Linked DNA regions of Mus musculus: region 1 is linked to region 2. Evidence: chromatin contacts called from public HiChIP or PLAC-seq data. All regions are on one chromosome and are shown on one strand. Each heading gives the region's core, a stretch centred on a gene start, on an enhancer-like site or on the middle of the called end of the contact. The rest is flanking DNA. Distances are from core to core; before and after follow the strand shown. Region 1 has its middle 42 kb from the start of Gm32334. Region 2 overlaps Ppp2r5a (protein phosphatase 2, regulatory subunit B', alpha).

Evidence for each region. HiChIP or PLAC-seq counts read pairs in DNA pulled down with a chosen protein or histone mark.
Region 1: a contact with region 2 is called in an H3K27ac HiChIP or PLAC-seq map of T-cell acute lymphoblastic leukemia, with 4 times the contacts expected there. The contact joins two enhancer-like sites. A contact is called at or near these places in 51 of 484 Hi-C or Micro-C datasets (the AtT-20 cell line, B cells, ECoMG myeloid progenitors and 15 more), 8 of 115 datasets of contacts at active chromatin or transcription factors (the HPC-7 cell line, T-cell acute lymphoblastic leukemia, embryonic stem cells and 5 more) and 3 of 9 other capture datasets (adipose tissue, liver and pancreatic islet).

What each region holds. Positions count from the first base shown.
Region 1 is chr1:191,525,727-191,532,701 of GRCm38.p6, reverse strand. No RefSeq gene overlaps it. Among named protein-coding and RNA genes, the nearest start is that of Gm32334, 42 kb to the right of the region's middle. Within about 2 kb of position 1,466, at least 14 of the 459 cell types and tissues checked have an H3K27ac peak or open chromatin away from gene starts, as enhancers often do. A contact at or near this core is called in T-cell acute lymphoblastic leukemia, where this site is marked.
Region 2 is chr1:191,360,888-191,368,392 of GRCm38.p6, reverse strand. It overlaps Ppp2r5a (protein phosphatase 2, regulatory subunit B', alpha), which reads left to right. Exons shown (of 13, transcript NM_144880.4): 4 at 6,052-6,144. Among named protein-coding and RNA genes, the nearest start is that of Ppp2r5a, 32 kb to the left of the region's middle. Within about 2 kb of position 5,067, at least 7 of the 459 cell types and tissues checked have an H3K27ac peak or open chromatin away from gene starts, as enhancers often do. A contact at or near this core is called in T-cell acute lymphoblastic leukemia, where this site is marked.

The sequences.
Region 1 (6,975 bases), core at 217-2,716, 170 kb before region 2:
GACGAGCTAGCTGCACTCAGTGGTTAGGCTGTTGCTCCCATGGTGACATCTTTCCCCAGGTTATTTCTGGTGCCAGTCAGATTTATTACCATTCACATGGGTGCCAAAATACTATCCATGACAAATGTAGCACTGTGGTTCCAGCAAGCCCATGCCTCCAGGATACTTCAGGTGCCTGTTACCAATTTACAGGACCATACAGAATGTGGCATCCTCTTGTCTATTGTCCAGCAGTCTTGCTACCTGGCCCCTTCCCCGCTTTGAACCAAGACATGGATTCGGATATAAATGTCATAGACTGAGCCTTTTCCCACTCCTATCAACAGTGTTCCTTACTTTTAAAGTCTAAAGGTAAATTCTACAGAGCAGACCTTTTCCTCTAGCAGTGCATCCCAGGTAATCCTTGATGAAACAGACTCAAGCCTTTGGCCTTGCTGTTGACATGGAGCTGGCAAACATAACATGTCACAGAGGGTCATTCGGCACCTCCCACCTCCTCCAAAATGCACATACATAATTTTCCAAGGATGATTTGAAGTTCTCATGCTCCCTTGCCCTCATGTTGCTTGGGATTGAAGGGTCCAGGGCCTTGCACATGCCACCACACTACACCTCCAACCCTTCTAAGAATTACTGAAAAGCAGCATTTTAGGATTTAATTAAATAGGTCTATAAAATAACTTACTAGTAGTTCAGACACTACTCCTGTGGGCCCTGGTGTGTCTGATATGTGCTTTTGGAACTGGTGCATCCCCCAAAGCCTTCTATTTAGAGTTCCACTCTCACTCCCTTGGGCAGCAGGAGCTCCCCTTTCTGCACCAGCATGGGGCCAGCTGCCAGTTTAGGAAGGTCACTCATGGATGTAGTTTGGTGGCCCTGATTGTCCTCCTTGGATAAAAAGCTAGGAGCTGAATGAAATGGGTATCTATATCACGCTCTTGAGTTTCACAGAAGCCAAGGGCCAGAGCAAAGTGACACTTGCTTCCTGGACAGTGTTGGTCCTGGAGTATCAAGTGGGATGGAATTGTCAAATGAGGCTTTGTCCTCACTTGGCCTTAACCGTGACCTTGCTCCGTGTCCCAGCCCCTGCTACTCCTAGGTATTCCTAAGCAATAGGCAGAGTATGACACAAGAAATATCCCTGTGTAAAAACCTCCCATGGGCTAGAAAGGACCACTTCTAACAAGCCTTCAGGGGTGGGTGGCATGTGTGAACTGGGACACATGGGAAATGTACTTAATGACAAAGCTCAGTGGCTTTCCCTGGGTCCCAAGGCAGGGGATTGATTGGGAAGTGAGTTAAAGGGAAAAACTGCTTAGTGGAGACAGAAAAGCCCCCTTTCCCCACTGTTCCCTGTCTCTGCCTCCCCAGAAGAACCCAACTTGTTTACTCTCATTTACCCAGACCTTTGAGCAGAGAAGAGAAGCTTCAGTCACTCCTGGTGACTTAACACTTCCCCTCCTGAGATGAAGCAAATTACCTGCTTCCTGCCTGCACCCAGGCAACCAGGCTCCTTGAGAAAGCCTCACCTCTAGCCAGAGGGGACCCTTCGTGGCAGAAATGTTCATATCCCTGCTCCATGTACCTGCTGTCTACAGCAGACTCCACCCTCCACTCTGTAAGATCTCTGATCCTTCCACCCCCCCTCACTATCCACAGAGAGTCAGCCTTTGTGAGTTTTCCCTGTGTTTCCAAAAGCTTAAACCCACCCACTTGATCCTGGCTTCCTGCTGCAGTGGAAACAGTCAAGTTGAGACCAATTCCATTTTCAAACCATCCCCTCCCATCTTGTACAAGCCCACCTCTGCAGAGTCCCTTTTGCTCCCCCGCCCCCTTTATTGGATTCACCTAGTGGTTCTTTAAAGACACTACCTTCACACACACACAAGTTGTGAACATACATTTTTTCCATGTGTGTGCCTTTCTTGATCTCTGCTCACTCTGACTACTCAAAATAGTTCCCCAGCTACCTGGCTATGCTCTCCCACCGACTCAGTCCTCAGCATCCTGGCATCTGGCAGGTGCTCTCCTGAGACTGGTCTTGTAATGGTCATCTGGATTCTGAGGTCAGTCATCCAATAGTCCTCAGTCGTCAGCGTTGACACTACTGAATGGCTGAATGGCCATTCCTTTCTTAGTGATAAGATCTTCAGTGTCTTCTGTGACTTTCGATCCTGTCCCGCTGGCCACCCTTGCCCAGGCTTATCCTTCCCCTTGTCATTCTTGGAGCTCACCAGAAGAAGCCCCCAAGTCTGTCCATACTTGTAGCTCCCTAAGTACTTAACCGACCATCAAAATGTTCATGTATTTATCAAATAGATATCCCAAAGCCTCCCTCAATCTACAGAATTATTTTAGTGAGTACCCATTATAAATATACCATAACCTACTAGTCAACCCTGACCACTGATATGTAGGTAGTTTTTAATATTTTAACTTCATGAGGAATATTTGTGTAACAGTTCTTGCATGTAACTGAACAATGCTAATAAGACTAGTGAGGTAGTTCAGAGGGTAAGGGTGCTTACCATCAACTGTGAAAATCTGACTTCAAGCCCCAGGGTTCATATGGTGAGGAAAGAAGCTACTGCACACACACACACACACACACACACACAACACAAACACACACAAAATATGTAAGCGAGATTTTGCTTTTGTTTTTAGAAAGATTGTCTCTGTAACAGCCCTGGCTATCCTAAAACTCACTTTGTAGACCAGGCTGGCCTGGAACTCAGAGATCTGCCTGCCCATGCCTCCCAAGTGCTGGAATTAAAGACAAGCGCCACCATGCCTGGCTCATGCATGTAATTTTTAAATATGCTAATATTAGTAGTTACGGTCAAATCACTAATTTCCATAGGGAAACTAGGGATGTCTGGAATGTACACTTGATCTTTTGAAAAATAATGTGGGGGCAACCAGAGTAACATTGCCAAGGGTAGTATCAGAATCAAAGAGCATGACTCATTTGGCCCAGGGCAATAGGTCTGGTCTTTCCTCTTCTCAGTCCCCTGCATGAGCAACACCATGGACTGCCAAGGGGTTCTGGCCAAGGTACAGCTCACTCCAGAAGTTATAGGCCATTTGTCTTATTCCCGTCCTGTGTTTTGGCAGAAGAGCCCATCTGCTGGAGCCAGGTGAAACTTAAGTGATTCCAGAAGATTCTGTGGCTGTTTGCTGGTTAAAGAAATTTCTGAGTCGGCCTAGATCCAGATGGCCATGGGAAGTGACAGGCCAGCAGAGATCAGTACCAGTGCAGGCTGATTGCACAGATAGAATGGTTGGATGGGGGATGACACAATTTGAGATTTCTTCAGCATCTCTTTTCTGCTTAGCCTTACTTCCCTAGTAATCTTAAATAGGCTTGGGCTCCATGCACCATCTATGCCCAGACAACTCTTGAATTTTGTGTTTGTAATCTGACTTCTAAACTGAACTCCTGGCTTATGTATCCAACAGCAATGTTAGCATGTCCATCTGGGCATTCAGCAGGCCTCTCCAATTTAACATGCTTAAAATTAAACCTTTATAATGCTGATCCACAAAAAAAAACCTAAAAATTAAAAATAAATAAAAGCCAGGTGTGGTGGTGGTGCATGCCTTTAATCCCAGCACTGGGAGGCAGAGGCAGGCAGATCTCTGTAAGTTCAAGACCAGCCTGGTCTACAAAGTGAGTTGTAGGACACCCAAGGCTATTACACACACACACACACACACACACACACACACACACACACACACACAAACAACTCCATCTTAAAAAAACCTTAATTAGTTGGGCGTGGTGGTGCATGCCTTTAATCCCAGCCTGGTCTACAAAGTGAGTTCCAGGACAGCCTGTCTCGAAACCCTGTCTCAAAAAAAAAACAAAAACAAACAAACAAACAAACAAACCTAATTAATTAATTAAATTTAATAAAAAGCTGATCTAGTCTTGGTTAATAGTAATGCCACCTTCCAAATGTTAGGCCAAACACTTAGTCAGTCTCCAATGTATTTCTCTTTGTCACAGACCAAATCCAGATTCTTAATCATAATCAGATTCTTCCAGGCCACCTCCACAAGTCCAGCTCTGCTTCTATCAACAAAGGAATAACAGATACAGAACTCACTCTCTCATAAACAGCTGTGAGAGTGAGTCAAGGAGACCAAGCAGAGATTTTCAAATATTGTACAAGAAGCAGCACAGATAAGTAAGCCAAGGGGAGGAGCCAGATGACGTGAGCATGCAGCTGTGGAGGTGACTCTCACATAACAGCCCCAGAATGGAGAATGCAAACACACCAGAAGCCTTGCTGAGTTTGAGAAACAAGAAACTGGAGTTTAGGGAAACCAGGTCATCTGGAAATTTCTAGATAAAATGCCAAAAAGGAGAAAGAGCCCCGTATAACACATTGCATATGGCTGAGTGCCAGGCTGTGTATGCACAGGGTAAAAACTCCACACACAGCCAGAGAGCAACCACCGAAGAAACAACACTGAAAACAATCTGAAAAACCTTAGAACCCAACTCTGGCTGGAAACATTAAAGTTCTGGCTCGCCAGAATAGAGAGACCTTGTGATAGATGGTGTCTTTCTTCCAGAGGAGGCTCAGCACTGCCAACTTCACATACTCTTCCACAGTCTGCTCTCCCACATTAAAGGCAAAGTTGAATTCCATTCTCTTTTAACCACAGTTATCATGGCTTTCACCAACTGAGTGCATAGCTATGCAGTGTTGGCTTTGAGGCTAGACTGGAAAAAGCAGTGACACTTCCAGACACCCAAAGCTACACTGCTTCTCCCTTACCTGCCACCGGGGCTGACGTGGATGGTCTCTGAGGATCCTGAAAGAGCTCCTTGGGAGAGCAGGAGGAGGAGACAGCCGCAAATGGGATTAAGTCTCAAGTGGACTGATGCTGGTTATAACCCATTTCAAGATGACCCTGGAAGGCAGGGTGAGGGACATCTGAGGCACCATGTGCCTATCATTCATTGACAAGGAAAGAGAAATCACAGGGAGTTAAAGAAGCAGAAGCCAAGGAGATGGTTCAGAGGTTAAGAGCACTGACTGTGGCTTCCCTTTCAGAGGATCCAGGTTCTGTTCCCAGCGCTTACACAATGATGCACACTTGCCTGTAACTCCAGTTCCTGTAAACCCATTGTCCTCTTCTGGTCTCTGTGGGCTCTTGCATTTATGTGGTACACATAAACTCATACAGACAAACACACATACACATAAATATTTTTTAAAGGAGAAATTCACAGATAGGATCAAGGAGTTGGCAGAGAGATTAGAAAGTCAGAAGTCAGGGTGTCTGCAGGAAGGGCATAAATGCATAGTTATGAAGTACAGACATTTCTGTGATATCTACTAGGAAGCGTTGCCATGGCACCAAGCAGGCAGGATGAATTAGCAGTTGGTGTCTGGGCTGACTCACTGGTCACTGCAGTGCTGGCTCTCACTCAGAAGCACTCATCCAGCAGTCACAGCTCGCCAGATGCAGACACTCTTGTGTTCGTGTGTGTGTGTGTGTGTGTGTGTGTGTGTGTGTGTGTGTGTAACCAGGGGAGGGGGTGTGGGGGTGTTTTGTTTGTTTTCATTTTCTACACAGGGTTTCTTGTGTAGCTCTGACTGTCCTGGAGTTAGCTCTGTAGACCAGGCTGACCTCAAACTCAGAGATCCACCTGCCTCTGCCTCATAAGTGCTGGGATTAAAGGTGTGTGTCACCACTGCCTAGCCAGAAACAGGCAGCCTTAACCAACAGTACCCAGGATAGTACCAGCCCTTTCAAAAGAAAGCCAACCACTAGGCTTGTTTTAAGGGCAGGGTAGGAAGTGAGATGGTTTTCCTGTGTATCCCAGGCTGTCATGGAATTAGCTCTGTGCTCTGTAGACCAGGATGACATTGAACTCAGAGATCCACCAGCCTTTGCCTCCCAAGTCCTGGGATTAAACATGAGTGCCATTATGCCCTGCTAACAATAGGGTTTTCTTTTGTTTTGTTTTTTTTTTTTTGTTTTTTTTTTTTGTTTTGTTTTTTTTGTTTTTCAAGACAGGATTTCTCTGTACAGCTCTGGCTGTCCTGGAACTCACTTTGTAGACCAGGCTGGCCTCGAACTCAGAAATCTGCCTGCCTCTGCCTCCTGAGTGCTGGGATTAAAGGCGTGCACCACCACGCCCGGCTGGTACAATAGGGTTTTCAACTCTGGAAAAATAACTTTACCTGGTCTGAAATTAAAGCCTAATTTGCATGTATTTGTTATGGTTCATGGACTTATGGGTTAAGTGCAAAATTATAAAACTTTCAGAAAAAAGGTACAAGAGAAAAACCTCTGGGTTCTGGGGATAAAGAAAAGACACCAAAAGATGAGGCATGAATGGAAAATCCAATGAATGTAAACTGTTAAGCTGAGACAGCTCATCTGTATAAAGGGTGCAAAGACAATCTACGGGGCTAGGAGATGGCTCGGGGGTAATGTGCTTGCCGTGCAAGCTTAAGGGCCTGAGTTCAGATCCCAACACCCTCTTCAAAAGCAAGGTGTAGTGGCATCCACCTGTAATCCCAGCACTGGGGAAGGTAGAGACAGCAGGATCTCAGAGCTTATTGCCCAGCCTCTAGACCCTCAGTGAGTTCCAGGTTCAGTGAGAAACCTGTCTCCAAATGAGAAAAGGGATAAAGAAAGACACCTGACATCGGTTTCTGGCTTCCACATTCATGTGTGTGAATACTAAACCACAGAGAGAGAGAGACAGAGACAGAGAGACAGAGAGACAGAGAGACAGAGAGACAGACAGAGACAGAGAAAGACAGAGAGAGACAAAGACACACAGAAACAGAGACAGATAGAAACAGAGAGACAGAAAAAGGCTACAACTTGACACGTATCTAACAAAGAATTAGTGCCTAAAATATACAAAGAACTCTTAAAATCTAACAGTTTAAAAACTGTCCAGCTAGAAAACAGGGAGAGGTTGTGTTGAAGAGGACA
Region 2 (7,505 bases), core at 3,818-6,317:
CAGGCGACAAAGTTCAGTCCATGTGGTGGAATAGAAAACGGAGTCCTGCAAGTTGTCATGTGACTCCCAGATGCAAGGCGTGACACATGCACCACACACCCCCCCACTTAGAAACACAAAATAAATGTTGACTTTTTTCTTTAAAGAAAGAAAAATAAAATAATTTTATTTGTTATTTTCATTATTTTTATTATTTTATTTCAAATACATTTTCTTAACATTATTTTGTCTTCTAAAAGTCATGTTTTGTTGTTTTGAAACAATCTCTCTACATAGCCCTGGCTGGAGTGGAACTCAGTCTGTAAACCAGGCTGGCCTCAAACTCAAAGCGATCCCCTTTCCTCTGTGTCCTGAGTGCTGGGATTAATGCTTGTGCCGCTGTAACTGGCTTAAGGTTTTCTTCGTCCTTATTTGAAGTTAGGTTGTCTGGTGTGAGTATAGCCATTCCAACTTCTGGCTGCTGTTACATGACTTAGGTTCTCCATTCTTTTACTTTTAGTCTCTTTGTTTCTTTTGAATCTAACGTATGTCTCCTAAAAATAGTATTTAGTTGGAGGTGCTAGATTCGTTGTTGTTTTGTGTTTTGAGATAGGTTCTCTCTATTATGTAGCCCTGGCTGCCCTAAAGCTTGCTTGTTGCCTAGGGTGGCTTTGAACTCAGAGATCTTGCCTCCTAACTGCTAGGATTAAAGGTATGCACCACCATGCCAGGCCCTTGAATTAATTTTTAATAGAATGAAGCACAAGTTCATCTGACATTTTCTGCTATACGTGGTATAAAATCAGTTTTTAAAGCATGAGATCCTCATTAGCCCATCTTACTCTTTTTTTTTTTTTTTAATTATGTGTTGCTGGATAGTCTTTGAGAAAGACTTTTAGTTTTTGAAAATTTAAAAAGCAGAGACAGATTTTTCTATCAGGATATTTTTATATACTCATAGAAATTAACATAAGAAACTCAGCCAAGTAAACAATGTGTTTCCATTTTTCACTTGTATAATTTGAGGCTCCGTTTATATTCCTCTGAGAGAAAATGGTTAACATTTTAGGAGATGGTAATTGCTACCAAGATAGGACTTCTAGGGCCGGTGAGACTGGTCAGTAGATAAAAGCACATGATGTCAAGCCTACTGACCTCTGCTCAGTGCCATAACCCTCGTGATGAAGAAAGCCAGCTTCCACAAGTCGTCCTCTGAGCACTCCACATGTGCCTGCTCCTTCTCCCTCGCTCTCGCCAGATCTTACTCAAGACAAAATCAGATTGCAATTTATTTCATCTATGGTCTGTGTATGTCTAAAATTTTACACTCTTGAGTTACTAAAGTTTGGTATAGCATTTAAATTTGGTAGTGAAATGTTTGGGGGCGATCTGAAGCTACTTAGGGTTCCAGGATGATGATGTCATGTATTTAAGCAGGTTTTACGATGGAATATAAAGCTGCTCGAAGTGAGATCACAGAACGTTACCACGCTGGAAAAAGGTGCTCAGTGGAAGGTTCCTGTTGTGCCTCTGTACACCTTAGAGATCTGTTTAGGACATTTTTAGTTGTGAGTCGGTACTATTATAATGATCTTTGCTGACCTCTGTGTGTGGCAGGGGAGGCTTGCAGTGTTGCCCAGGCTAGATTTGAACTCTGGGGCTTAGGTGAGCTCTTGTCTCAGCTTCCTCAGTAGCTGGGGATACAAATGTTTGCTGCCCTGTCCAGCATATGTTTTGTTGTTTCACTTTGAGATTGTATTTTAATTATAACGTGTCTTCCTTCCAGACCCTCCCATATACTACCTTTCCCCACTGTCCTTCAAACTGATGGCTTTTTCATCAGTTGTTATTAAGTACGTATGTTACTTGTATGCATGTTTTCAGGGCTGACGGTTTAGCACTGTATAGTTGGTGTGCTTGTCCCTGGGGAGGGACACCCCATTTCCCACTCCCAGCTTCATGCTCGTAGTTCTGTGTGGTGTCGAGGCCTTACAGGCTTTTCTCTGTCCAGTTTGCCATGGCTGTGTCTAAGTTTTGTTCAGTGGATGGAAGAGCAGAGAGAAGACATCCAGGCTGGACATATTTAAACTGCTCAGTATTTTGCAGAATCTCTGTCTTGCTTTCTCAGATGTTTAGAGAGAGAGATTCATAGAGAATTGGGCTTCTATTGCTGCTCATTGTGCCCAGGCAGTGTTCTAAACATGTAGTATAAACTATGTGGTATAATATATAGATGCTCTCCTTTATGAATTCTTTCATGGAACAAATTGTTTAAAATTCCTTCACATCACTTTCCTATTAACAGACTTTGGAAAGCACGTGGTCACTGTATTCCTTGGAAAGGGCCTTTTGTATACCTATACTCATTAAAACTGCCACTCAGTCTTGTCTTCTCTGGGTCAGATGGCTCCAGTTTCGCTAGCTTATATAGGTTTATTTTGAGATTCTTTAGTGTCCGTCCTGTTTTCTGGTGGCCCTGTATTGGATTACCTTAGGAAAGGCATTTTCAGAACTGAGTAGCACAATGGAGGCTGCGTGTGGTGTATGTGCTTGGTAGAGTACATGCCGTGGTAGACTACATGCCCTAGATCCGTTGTTAGAGTTGTACCCTGTATGAGGTACCCTACACCCCAGCATCAGGAAGGTGACACAGAGCCTCCAAAGTTCACACTCATTATCAGTTATATTTTAATTTTGTGTTCAAGACCAGCCTGGGCTACATGAGACACTGTTTCAAAAGACTGAGTAGTGCAGCTTCTATGTATCTCTTGTCTTTGGGGTGTAGGGTGCGCTCTGTTGTATACAATTGGCAAGCCAAACTTGTAACAGCACATGTAAAGTCTGCCATTGCATTAATGCTGAAGCTGTTGGTGTGTGTTCTAAGATTTTTGTTTTTGTTCTAAGATTCTTAAAGGCAAATTATAATTCTTCATATGGATATAGAGAAACTTCAGTAAATGCTCAGAAACAGTCTTATAAACTGTGATTTTTTGTTTGTTTTGTTTTGTTTTTCGAGACGGTTTCTCTGTGTAGCCCTAGCTGTCCTGGAACTCACTCTGTAGACCAGGCTGGCCTCGAACTCAGAACCCACCTGCCTCTGCCTCCCAAGTGCTGAGATCAAAGGCGTGAGCCACCACTGCCTGGCAAAACTGTGATTTCATATAGCTATTAAATACTCAAGCCTCCATTGTGTGTTTCTGACATTGGGAGTAAAAAAAAGTACCACAAAGCAACCCCGCTAAGACTCTAATGCCTGCATGTTTTACGGTTCATGCCCAGAAATGAACATTCTTAGTCAGATGTGATAGGTTCAGGAAGAAATAATGTAGGAAGAGGGAGTGGAGTGGCTCTGGGAACGAGCTTCATTCCTAGGAGATGGTCTGTCTCACTGTGATGAAGACTCTCAGCTCTGTGGGTTTCTTCCGTCTGTTTATAATACTCAGGCAGCATGTGTTAAATAAGTAGCCTTTGACCTCTCCTCAGTGCTGCTGAGTTGGCTCCTGACCGCAGGTATTTGCATCTAGACTAGTCATTTCATGTGCATTGTTGTTGGGGAAATTATGTAGATGAAAATTATTTTAAAAATTAGGCATCTGAAGAGATGGCTCAGCAGTTAAGAGTTGACACTGACAGCTTTTACAGAGGACCCAGGTGTGAGTCCCAGCAACCAGCATCACAGCTCCAGTTCCAAGGAGATATGACTCCCTCTTCTGGCCTCCTTAGGTATTACATGTACATGGTGCACAGACAGGTGCAGGCAAAACACCCACACCCACACGTAAAATAATACAATTTTAAAAAATAAACCGCTGGGCAGTGGTGGCACACGCCGTTAATCCCAGCTCTTGGGAGGCAGAGGCAGGTGGAATTCTGAGTTCAGGGCCAGCCTGGTCTACAGAGTGAGTTCCAGGGCAGACAGGGCTACACAGAGAGTCTCGAAAAAACAAACAAACAAATAAACAAACAAACAAACAAACCGTGTACAGCTTATGAACAGCATAGCACTCATCCACATACTGCTTTAGGGATCTGGGGCTTGTGCTTGATGTCATGTAAGTCTCCCAAGGGGTTCGCTGGTTCTCTGAAAAGTTATGTGATAGAAGGCCTTAGTTGTGCTATCAGCACAGCTACAGTTTAACTCTACAGAGCACTCCAGGCTCACGCTGGGGCCTGTTTGTGCCCCAAAGCAAAATTATTTTTATTATGTTCTTAATGCACAATTAACATTAAAAATTTTGTATCTCTCAATCAAACTTTGTTCCCTGTGCCCAGGTGGGTAAGGTACATTTAAACTTTGTAGCCCTAGTTGGCCTGGAACTCACTATGTAGATCAGGCTTTGAACTCACAGAGCTCCACCTGCCTTTGCCTCCAAAGTGCTGGGATTACAAGTGGACCACCATACCTGCTTAGATTTAAAAAAAAAAAGAAAGTATTTTTGTATGTGTGCGCAGGTGCCCACAAAGACCAGAAAAGGGCATCAGAGTTCCTGAAACCGGAGTTAACAGGCCCTTGTGAGTTGCCTACTGTGGGCGTTGGAGACTGAGCTTTGGTGCTTCTAGCTGCTGAGCTGCCCCTACACATCCATACCTTGTCCGGCTTTTCATACAGGTGCTAAGGATCCAGATTCCAGTCCTCACACTTGTGAGGCAAGAGATTCACCCATTGAGCTATCTCCCTAGACCCCCAGATGTTTAAGTGACCTTGTACTTTGGGATCTAACTCTCTTGTATTTTTAGGATGCTTAATTGATATGTTTGCTTATAAATTAAGTTGTACCTTGAGGCCAGTTTCTTACTTTTCATAGCTATTAGGTTGTTTGTTTTTTTTCCCCCAAGTGTTTCTGTGTATAACCCCACTGGCTGTGCTGGAACTCATTCTGCAGACCAGGCTGGCCTTGAACCTTTAGAGTTCTGCATTCTGAATGCTGGGATTAAAGGTGTGCACCACCACGGCCTGACTACAATTTTAAAAGACTAGCCATGCTTTCTCCTTGATTATTTTAGTTCTGACTTGCCGTGATAAGGTGCACTGTGCTGTCACACAGGCTGCGTGGGACTTCTTGGTACAAGACTCACCCATGTATCTGGTTTGTTTGTTGTGGTGTACAGTTCCTTCTCAGGCCTGTGCTTCTACAGTGTTGTTTGTTACTCTCCAGGTGTACTGCTTTCCATTTCAATTTTCATGTTCTGCTTTTATGTGTGTGTGTGTGTGTATACACATGTGTAGGTCAGACAGACAACCCATGGAAGTCTTTTTTTTTTTTTTTTTTTTTTTTTTTTTTTTTTTTTTTTACTTTCCACTAAGTTGGGTCCTGGGAATTGTACTCAGGTCAGTGGTTAGCGGCAAGTTCTGTTACCTTCTTGAACCACCTTACTAGACCCTCTACCCTAGTTTAATAGGAAGACTTGATTTTTATAACTGGTATGACCACACTGCCCGCTCTTATTCTGAGCCTGTGCTTAAGGGACTCTAGGGGATGGGGGGACATTAACTTGATACCTTGGGAACTTCAATTGGTTCTAGCACTCATAAATTACGATCATTCAATGAGTGGTGCAGAAATACAACCCTCACCGACTGTGGCTCAGGAGACTGCTTAGTGATGAACGCCATGACCAAGAACAGTCTAGGAGAAGAGGGCACCTGTCAAGGAAGGACTTAAGGACCAGAGACTGGGACTGACGCCAATGCCACACAGAAACACTGCTTACTGGCTTGCTCGGTTTATTTTCTTACACACCTCGGAACCACGTGCCCAGAGATGGTACTATCCAGATCAGATTAATCAAGAACATGCCCCAAAGAATTGCTACAGGCTATCTGATGGAGACATTTTTATCAGTTGACTTCCTCTTCCCAGATAATTGTAGCTTGTGTCAATTTGATAAAAAGCCAATCAGGAGAAAAGCTAAACTGTAAAAATAAAGGTTCCTTAAAACTTTGTTTTTAGAAACAGTTACCAACTCACGCTAGTAAGAAAGGTGGTTGGTTTTTTTGTTTGTTTGTTTTTCTGGAACTGTAATTCAGAATATTATCAACAGCATTTTGCTTTTACTTACCTTCTCGCACAGTTGGTGTATGAATTCTTCTTGAGATTCTTGGAGAGTCCTGATTTCCAGCCCAGCATTGCAAAGCGATACATTGATCAGAAGTTTGTCCAACAGGTAAGGGACTCTTAGATCTCAAATGTTTGTATCCACGCACTGGCTTAGTAATTAGTTGTTTTTAAGAGTAATTGATTTAGTGGTCTGGAGAAAAAGCTCAGGGGTTAAGAGCAGTGATTGTTCTTCTAGAGGAGCCAGGTTCAATCCCCAGCAGCCATGTGGCAGCTCACAACTGTTGGTGAGTCCAATTTCAGAGGGGCTGGCACCCTCACAAAGACATACATGCAGGCAAAATGGCAATGGAAAAAAAGGGGGGGGGATAGTCATTTAAACATATTCAGTGACTATTCTTGACAAAGTAAAAGCGGCTTCCAAGGTTGGCAAGACACTGGGGTCAAAGTGCTGCTGTTCCAGAAGCTCTGTTCGATTCCCAGCACCCAAGTCTGGCAGCTCACAAAAGCCTGTGAATTCCAATTCTAGAGGGTCAGATGCCGTCTTCTGGCCCCCACACACGCTCACTCGTCTTCTGAGTAGCTTTCAGCAGTTGAGTTTTATATCCAGAGTGTGCACCCAATGAAATTAGTCAAACTGCCCTTTCTGCAGTGCCTCAAAGTTCGGGATTTAAGACTTTGACTTGCCGTGTTTTAATCATTGTGACTGAGCTGTAGATGTCTTTCTGTACACCTAGCATCTGAACACCAGCTGCCTGTCTCCACCCATCCCATCCCCCCTTTGCACCACAGGTTCCTTAAGCCACAGTTAAAATAAAATGGGACCTTGAGAGGAGATAGCTGAGCACATGGAATGAATGCCTTCTTGGTTTTTAGAAATGGGTATTACTTCTATTTCTGGACACTAACATGCAATTAATTTCTAAGAATGTGCCCATTTTTTTTTTCATTGTCAAGATCCTTAAAGACTTAACAGCCTCTCTTCTGTCGTTTGAAATTGTCTGGCCCTAGACAGAACTGTCAAGTGAACCATTCTATTTCCATTTTCCCTTTTAAAGCCATAATCACTGTGTAACCTTGTTAGGAATCTGATGCTGAGAGAACAATTTGACTCCATTGTGAAGACCTTTCAGACCACTGCTGGGTGTTCTGGATGATAAAGATTCCACATATTGGGGCTGGAGAGGTGGCTCAGAGGTTAAGAGCGCTGACTGCTCTTCTAGAGGTCCTAAGTTCAATTCCCATCAACCACATAGTGGCTCACAACCATCTGTAATGGGGTCTGATCTTCTGGTGTTTCTGAAGAGAGCAACAGTGCACTCACATACATAAAATAAACAAATCTTTTTAAAAATATTCCACATATTTTGAACAGTTCTGGCTCATATATGGTAAATCTCTGCCTGCCTATCCCTTCAAAAACTACATAAGACTAGATGTCCGCTAACAGTACAGCATACACATCAACCA